Regions from separate parts of the Mus musculus genome. Here all the other regions are linked to region 1. A link is a contact called in public promoter capture Hi-C data. All regions are on one chromosome and are shown on one strand. The core of a region is the stretch at or near the end of the contact, and the rest is flanking DNA. Distances in the headings are between cores, read along the strand shown. Region 1 holds the start of Ulk1 (unc-51 like kinase 1). Region 2 holds the start of Tmem175 (transmembrane protein 175). Region 3 holds the start of 4833439F03Rik (RIKEN cDNA 4833439F03 gene).

What was found. Promoter capture Hi-C pulls out the DNA fragments that hold promoters and counts their contacts.
Region 2: a contact with region 1 is called in a promoter capture Hi-C map of liver, with 2.5 times the contacts expected there. The contact joins the promoter of Tmem175 here to the promoter of Ulk1 in region 1. A contact is called at or near these places in 2 of 39 promoter capture datasets (liver and pre-B cells).
Region 3: a promoter capture Hi-C map of liver shows a contact between it and region 1, with 5 times the contacts expected there. The contact joins the promoter of 4833439F03Rik here to the promoter of Ulk1 in region 1. A contact is called at or near these places in 2 of 39 promoter capture datasets (both in liver).

Annotation. Positions count from the first base shown.
Region 1 is chr5:110,808,821-110,811,929 of GRCm38.p6, forward strand. Ulk1 (unc-51 like kinase 1) reads right to left here and starts at 1,261. Exons shown (of 28, transcript NM_009469.3): 1 at 794-1,261; 2 at 307-399; 3 at 185-226. The coding sequence starts at 904.
Region 2 is chr5:108,628,508-108,631,256 of GRCm38.p6, forward strand. Tmem175 (transmembrane protein 175) reads left to right here and starts at 1,303. Exons shown (of 11, transcript NM_001163532.1): 1 at 1,303-1,393. Gak (cyclin G associated kinase) reads right to left here and starts at 1,270. Exons shown (of 28, transcript NM_153569.2): 1 at 994-1,270. The coding sequence starts at 1,138.
Region 3 is chr5:113,136,496-113,139,260 of GRCm38.p6, forward strand. 4833439F03Rik (RIKEN cDNA 4833439F03 gene) reads left to right here and starts at 1,317. Exons shown (of 3, transcript NR_166693.1): 1 at 1,317-1,482; 2 at 1,845-2,275. All of the region lies in intron 6 of 2900026A02Rik (RIKEN cDNA 2900026A02 gene), which reads right to left.

The sequences.
Region 1 (3,109 bases), core at 11-2,510:
GGACAAGCGTGAGACAAGGCATTCAGAACCCAGCTCCTTTCACCTAAACCAAATACTAATCTAAAGCCATCATCTGCCCTCAGGGGGGCTCCAGCCCCAGGCAACCTAGGTCCTGAAGCAACAGTGGATGGGACAAGGGCAAGAATAGATTTACCCCTCCCCCAAGCCCAACGCTGAGCCTTACCTGGAAGTCATACAGCGCCACGATGTTTTCGTGCTTTAGTTCCTAGGACACAAATCCAAGTTTCTCATGAGCAAGAAAAGAGCTGACCCACCCTCTCCCCCTCCCCCGAGGCGCTGGCTCACCTTCAGGATTTTGATTTCCTTTCCCAGCAGTGTTTGGGACTTGGCAAGGTTCTTCTTGTTAATGCATTTGACGGCCACCTCCAGGTCGTGCTTCTGAAAAGCCAAACGTGAACCTTCAGGGTTGAAAACAACCCCCCCTCCTGCTCCCCACCAAGCAGGGAACACAGAGATGGCTTAGGGTGGCTGTCCCAAGGGTCTTGGAATGGGAGGCTGCCAGAGGCAGACAGATAGTGAGTGTCTGTCAGCCGGCCTGGAATTTAAGTCCCAGGATGGAGTCCCAGGTTAGGTTCTCAGAACTGGTCTGACTTCGGGGCTAGGTAGGGAATCCTGTGCTGGCTGGCGTCTCCAGTTTTCTGGAGCTAGAGTAGCAGGTGGGTTTCCCGGGCTGGGGGGTCCTTAATTGGGTCCCTCTACGGATTACCGGAGGTAAGGTGTCCCTTGGGCTGGGAGTCCGGGATTGCGAGGCCTCCGCGGGAGCCTCACCCACCTCGCGGTGTCGACCCTTGAAGACCACCGCGAAGGCGCCGTGTCCAATCAGGTCCTTGCGAGAGAACTCGAACTTGCCCACGGTCTCGACGCCGCCGCGGCCCGGCTCCATAGCGCGCGCGGGCCGGGGGCGCGAGCCCGGGCTCGGGCCCCGGGGCGGCGCTACGGGGTGCGCTGGGCTCAGGCGGAGGCCGGCGGGCCGCGTACGCGGGGACGGAGGCGCGGGCTCATCGCCAGGGCCCCGTGCCCCATCGGGCAGGCCTGAGCCGGGTCCCAGTCCCACAGGCCGGCGGACGGAGGGGCGCGCTCCCTCGGCGTCCTCCTCGGTACCCTCCCGGCGCTGACAGTCGGGACCCGGTCCGACTCGGGACTCAGCTCTGACACACTCCAGCTCCAAGTCCGGGCCTGACTGACGATGCGGCTCGGAGCCCCGCAGGGAAACAAAAGATCCGCGGCACCCGGGCCTCGGAGCCCGAGGTGCCGGCGCAGCCGCACTGCGTGGAGGCGGGACGATGGGCGGGGCCTGCGGAGCTCAAGACCTCTTAGGCGGCGGAGCTGGCAATGGGCGGGTCCGAAATGAAGGACACCTCGTGGGTGGTAAGGCGGGGCGGGGCTTAGTTTGGGTGGTGCCTCGATGGGCCCAGCCCTATACTGGGCGGGACTTGAGAGAGGAGGCAGGATATGGGCGGGGCCGGAGCAGACTGGGCATGTCAATGTCAGAACTATCTCTGGTTGTGGCTCCTCGCTCTGCCCTAGGCATTTTTTTATTTACTTATTTTATTCATATGTATATGTGTGTGCCTACAGGAGTTTATATGCACCGTGTATGTGTATATAAACACGTGAAACATTCATATTAAACATGTATGTGTCGGGTCCTGGAATTGGAGTTTCAGGCAGTAATGAGCTGCCATGTGGAAACTGGTAACCAAACCAGGAGAGCAGTAGATGCTCTTAATAGCTGAGCCATCTCTCCAGCTCTGCCCTACGTACTTCCTACCACTTGTTTTGTTTTGTTTTGTTTTGTTTGTGCTTTCTTTTGGAGAAGTCGAGATAGGATTTCTTTGTGTATCCCTGCCTGTCCTGGAACTCACTCAGTAGAACTGGCTGGCTTCAGACTCAGAGATCTGCCTGCCTCTGCCTCCTGAGAACTGGGGATTGAAAGTTTTTTAACTGAGTCTTCTCACATTGTAGGCCCGACTGGTCTCGAACTTGCTTTGTCTCTTTGTAGATCGTGCTGACCTCAAACTCACAGATATCCCTCAGCCTCTTCCTCCTGAGTATTGGAATTAAAGGCAGGTGCCACCACATCCATTTTCTCTCTTTTATTACATTTGCTTATTCTGTATGTGGGGACGGAGACTTGAGAACATGGTCATGTGAAGGTCAGAGGAAAATGTAAAAGATGTTTCTGTCTACTTTGTGACTCTTAACATTAAATTCAGGTTGTCAAACTTGGCAACAAGGTCTTTTATCCTTGGAGCCATCTCACCGAAGGCATCAGTTTTCCTTCATTTATTATTTTACTTAACTTTTGTTGTTAGAGGGGAAGTTTGAGGCAGGGTTTCCTGTAGTCCAGGCTATCCCAGAGCTCATCACATAGAATAGCCGTGAGCTGCTGATTCTCCTGCAAATGCTGGGATTATTTATAGCATGGGCATTTGGTTTGCCTCAGGTGTTTTTCTTGCCTGTCTGGTCACATGGGAACTGCATGGGCATGTTGGAGCACTTGATGTATACAAACATTGTCATTTGGGGAGGGGTATATTGCCATGTTGACCCAATGCCAAATCAAAGGCTCTGTGTGTGTGTGTGTGTGTGTGTGTGTGTGTGTGTGTGTGTGTGTTGTCGCACATACCCATTCTGAGTCTCACCATATGAAGGATGACATGGGCATGTTTGAGCTCATGATACTTATGACCACAGTCATTTGGGGAGGAGGTGTGCAATGTGGGCAATTTTGTTCACATGCCATTTTTGAGCCCAATAACACAGGGAAATGTGTGAGCATGTGTGCACACATGCCCTATTTCAATCTGGTCCTAGATTATTCACCCTCAAGCCATTTCCTAGCCCACTCGCATACCATGGGGGTGGGGAATGTCCATTGTTGTGTTTTATAAAAAAAGAAAAGAAAAGGAAAAAGGAAACCAGGGAGCCAGGGATATGTCTAGTAGAGGCATGGTATGATGAGGTGGAAGGGGCTGCTTCTGCAGGCCCATGCTGAGGCAGCCCTTCACACCACCACCACCACCACCCCCCACCATACCAGCCATACCAGCCACAGGATCGTATCATATAGAATAGAGTGTATTTA
Region 2 (2,749 bases), core at 53-2,552, 2.2 Mb before region 1:
CAAGGTTCTTTTTGTTTGTTTGTTTTTCGAGACAGGGTTTCTCTGTATTGCCCTGGCTGTCCTGGAACTCTCTCTGTAGACCAGGCTGGACTTGAACTCAGAAATCCGCCTGCCTCTGCCTCCCCAGTGCTGGGATTAAAGGCGGGTGCCACCACGCCCGGCTCAAGCAAGGTTCTTAAAGGTTACAGCTACGGGCTCTGTTTCCTGTACCTTATACGAGGTCACTACAGAAAAAACTCAATAGGTGAGGCACTTAGGCTATAAAAGAAAACAAGACTGTAGGGCCCCAGTCTATCCTCTACCTCATCAAGCAAGGGAAGACTCTACAGGCCCCAGAACTCAGCAGCACAAACACTGCCATCTCAAGACAGTCCTCGGGATGCAACAACAACGCTGGATATGATACAATGAATAACAGCTTATGACCCCAGAGTGACTGTGCTCACCTTCTGACCTGACTCCACCTTTGAATCTTTCTGTATATGCCCCAGATACAGCTTTGACCCTAAGCAGAGGTGGTCCTTCCAGACCCAAGCCTCCTTTACTGGATAACCACCTGCTAGCATGACCCTTGTACTACTAACTCTACCCACCAGGAAGTAAGTGTGCAACCCGAAGCAGTCTATCCTCTGCAATCACCACCAAAGGCCTTAACCCACAAGCCCCTGTGGTCTCTCTTCCTGGCAAGACCCTTCTCCGACCTGATTCACACCCCAGCAGTGGCCCTTCATAGCGATGGCCTGATTTACATCCCAGCAGTGTCTTTTCCCGCAGACCCTGCCCGGAGAGATGACTCCCTGCGGCCCTGATCTGACCCACACCTCAGTCGTGACTCTCTAGGTCTCAGACTTGATTCACACCCTGGACACGATCCTCCTTGCTGCCCCTGCTTAAAGCGGTGACCGTCACGCGCCCTGACTCGAACCACACCCCAGCAGCGACCCTCCTGGGCTGCTCCTGCCTCCCGCGGCCTGGCGACGCCTTACGCCTCACCCTCGGCCAGGACCCGCCGCACCCGCAGACGCAGCTCGCCCAGCTCCACTGTCTGCCCCACGAAGTCACTCTGATCACGGCCCGCAGCTCCGCCAAGAGAACCAGGGCCCGCCAGGAAGTCCAGCGCAGACTGCAGCAGCGACATGGCGTCGGCCGCTCCGCGGCAGCGGGAGCCAGGCTCCAGCTCCGCACTGCCGGGTTAGCAGCTGCGGGCGAACAACCCGGCCATCTTCCGCCCGCGCCGTGACGTAAATCAGAGAGCGAGTTGCGTCCCGACGCTGCGGCCCCGCCCTGACGCAGCAGGCGGAAGGGCGCGTGTTTCTGCAGAGCCAGCAGCAGCAGCAGGCGCAGGCGCAGAGGGTGCGATCCTACGGACCTCAAGCTCCTAGGAGGCACGGAGGTAGGGCTGTCGCCATCTGACCCTAACCTCATCTGGTTGCTTCCGCTGGCCCAGGTCCAGCCTAGGTGGCTAGAGCGTCGCGGGACGTTGGGCGCGCGCTGCGGACCGCCCCAGAGCCCGCCGCTCGCGCCTGACGCCTCAAGGTAAAGCGAGGCCTGGAGCCCACCCTAAGTGTCCCTAATGCCCGGTTTAGGAGAGGAGGGTATCTTGCAGACAAGCAGCCAGCCTATGAGCCACAGACACTTATGTTTTGGTCCACACAGGTTTGGGGGAGGATGAACTAGTTGCTAGAATTAAGACCGAAAAACGTAGTTTTAAAAGGGGGCGGGAGAAAGCTTCACAACGTGTATACAAAAGTCACCTGGCAGCACTGGACGCAGAATCCCGTGTGATGTCAAACACTTAGAGCTGTCCATCTCAGGTGAGGCAAAGTCATGGGATTCCCCACTCGTCTCTGTACCTCCGAGGTTTCTGAAGCCATATGAAGTTGCAGAGCCTTGGGTAGAGTTTGTGCTTTTGGACTGAAAAATGGATCCTTAAGCCCAAATCAACATCTTAACTGTCCCAGGATTGTATGCTATTAAATACGCCTTGGGGGGGGGGGGGGCGCTACCTGCTCTTTAAAAAGTCAAGTAGAAAAGAAATGAAAGATTATCATTAGTATACAGTGAGGTACGTGGTAGGTGAGACAGTAGTTTCCTAGAAATGGTGAAGTGGAAGCTTTGGATAACACCTGGAGGAATAAAGAACTGATGAAGTAGAGATGGTACCTGTAGGTAACTGAGGAGATTTGTGAAGAAGAGTGTGGGAGCTGAAAGGGCAGTGTGGTGTTAACATGATCTTAGATGGGAGACTTGAGCAGCCTAAAGCCAATGGGAAAGAGTGAAGTCTTTCCAGTATAGTGGAGAGGAGTACTGTCTCAGAATAGTAGGACAGTCAAGTCACATCCAGATAGAGGATATGTAGTGTTGGTATAGAAATGGCACCTTTCTATAAGAGAATCACTTATAAGATGCAGGGAGGAGGAAGTAGCTACGGCTTGCAGTTGCAGGTAACTTTATGTTATTACTGGAATGAAGTTGAAGGGATTTTTTATTTTTTGGTGGCTTCAGATCTCATTATTTAGAAGGAAAATAAATCTGAAAGCAAAAGGAAAAAGTAGGGAATTGGAGGCTTGGTAGCCTTCAAGAGACCTAAAACATCATGAGAAACATCATGAACAATTCACTACAGCGTATAGTGAAACTTGACACCATAAACTCTTGCTGGCATGACCTAGGACAAGTGGAAATTTCTAAATCATGTAATTATAGATCAATTTTATGGCATTGTAGTAGATGCCATTCCAAGACCATT
Region 3 (2,765 bases), core at 67-2,566, 2.3 Mb after region 1:
CCAAGAAGAGCTAGGGCAGAGGTCAGGGAACAGAGCTAGTGTTCCTGGAGAGGATTCTGGGGAACGGGGCAGGAGGAGACAGACAAGCTGACACAGAACGAGCTCTTCCTTCGCGGAGAATGGGCGAGCACTCAAGACCCAAAGGAGTGCAGACTCCCACACAAGGAGTCACCCCTGATCAGCCTCACAGCATGGCTTCTGGCCTGGGTGAGCCCCTGCCTAGTGGCTCAGTGGCTGTGTGCGCCCTGCTGAGTCCCCTGGTCTCTGCGGACAGCTGCATTCCCCTGCCCAACACTGTCTCATAACCACACTGGCTCTGGGGACAAAAAGGGATAACTGAACCCATGTCTGGCCTCGAACGCCCCTGAAAACTGGGACAACTCAGCCCAGGGCAGAGGCCAGCTATCTGAAGACATTGGGCACTGCAACTAAGCTTCGTTCTGGTTGGTGACGTTAGTGTCCCCGAAGTCATTAGAGGTCCCAGAAACCATCTGCCAAGAGTTGGGCAGGGAAGTGTTCTTCCTGCTTCTCTCTCCCAGCCAGACTTCCCGCACCTTGCTGCGCATGCCCACGAGGTCACCGTTCTGTCTCCAGACCCGCCTCATATCACTCCAGATTACACTCACTGGCTATGATTACCCTGGTCTCACAGCATAGAACCCAATAGCTGGGCCTGGGCGCTCCACAATGGCCGGGCTCTTCACACAAGTCCAAGCTCCCAGGCTGGCAGGACCTGCCATCACCTTCCACCCAGTCCCCTACAGCTCCTCCCCTCGGAAGTCACTCAGTGTCTCACTTTTGAACAGTGGCAACCAGGCAACCGCCTTAAATCAGCACACAGGCAATGAGACCACTTGGTCACCCTGGGAGGGCAAGAGGAGATAGAGCAGGTGTCAAGTAAGCTTCCCTAAAAATAGAGATGCCGGCATGCCGTGGGGACAGCAGTGCCCCCCCAACCCCCACACAGCCCTGCTCACAGACAAGGAGCCCGGAGTCCGTTCCCCACCAGCTTCAAGCAGTGGGTGCTGCACCTGCAGAGCAGCCAACCCAGCCTACATCCCCCTCAGTATCCCAAGGCCATCATCACTGATAGGAAAAGTCCTCCCCTGAGGCTTCTACGAGTTGGCCCCCTCTCAGGAGTCCGAGGGAAGGGACCTTCCCAGGGTTGCCCTGCTATTTTAAACCACACACATCTATCCCCAAGCTTACAAGATCAGGGGCCTCAGAGTCTGGCTGTCTCTTCCGGAGGGATGAGAACCTCTGTTGGCTGCGTGCGGAGAAGCGGCGGAAGGACTCTCGGCTCCGAGAGGCCAGGTGTCTGAAGGAGGAGGTGCGCTTGAACGGGGTGCGAGCGGCGGACTCCCCGCTCCGCTCGGTGCCCACCGTGGCCGTCACCAAGTGCAGAGCCTCCTGGAAGGACCGCCTCACCGTGCCAACCCACTGAGTCATGTGTGTCTGGGCCACTGAAAGCTTGTCGCCCAGGTACTCCATAGGGCCAGCCTGGAGGAGGGGGCAGGCGGAGGCAGTTAGGAGGCCGACACTGCCAGGGTCCTGGTCCTTCTGTCGGTGACCGTCCTTGGGGAGAAGTTCTGGGCTCCGATGGGAAGCCCGGCAGAGAACATCAGCGCAAGTAAAGTAAACATCGCCCGACAGGCATCCGTGCGGGTCACGAAACAGGGACGGGACGGGTCAGCAGGGGGTCACCAGCAGGAGCCTAGAGTCAACCAACCAGGTCGTCCAGTTCTAGTCCCTGGGGCCAACCCTGATGAAGTCAAGGGGCAGGTGGCTGTGAAGAACTGGGCGAGGGGGCTGGCACCCCCAACTCACTTCCTCCGTCCATGCAGGGAGAACTCCCATGCACACCTGGGAGCCACCGCCCACCGCCGCCGGCCAGCTCTCTCTCCAGGCTCTTCTCGTCTGAACTAGGCAGATCTCCAGTCCTCAGGCTGGAGACTCCAAACCCGAAGCCGACTGAACCTGCCGCCCAGCAGGCAGCGCGCTCACTTCCGGAGAGGCAGCCACCCAGCCCGGGTCCCCTGGCCCGGCAGCCCGGAATGACATCAGCCCCCTGTCTTGGCGAGGGGTGCACAGCCCAGGAATGCAGGAGGGGCCTCGGGAGGTGGCCGCCCAGGGAGCTGGCGTCAGCCCCAGTTTTTTTTTTTTTGTTTTGTTTTTTTTTCTCCCCCTAAGTCTCAACTCGCTCGCTCGCTGTCCCTCGGGGACTTCATGTGCCAGACTGCTTACCCACCCCAGGCAGCACCGTGCAGGAACGCGGGTGAGTGCGCGCGTGTGGGGGCATGTACGTGGGAGGCGGCTGCCCCGGGGAGGTGGAGGGGCCGCTGCCGCACGAGCCTCCAGGGCTTCAGGTGAAGTCTGAGGACCTGTGGCTGGCTGTCAGTCTGTCTCCCTCTCCCGGCAGCGGCAGCGCCCTTCGGCTTCCATCTCCTTGCGGAGCTAAGCAGCTAAGCCTCCCCCACCAAGCTCCTTCCCCCTCTTATCCGCTCAGCAGTCCCTGCTGCCTCTCCTCGAGGATGGAGGACGCAGGTGACCTGCCCTGAGCTTCCCTCAAGGGTGGGTCTGGGGCTGAGGTGCCTGCATTTTGGTACAAGCAGGGTTGCCATGGCAACTTGGGGGCACAGCATCTGCCCCCTTTCCTAGGCTGGGCACAAGGAGCCATAAGGATGATTCATATGAACGAGTATCACATGAGCTCACTGTGCTTAACCCTTAAGGGCTGGAGCTTGTGGGGGCTGATAAGAGAGAAG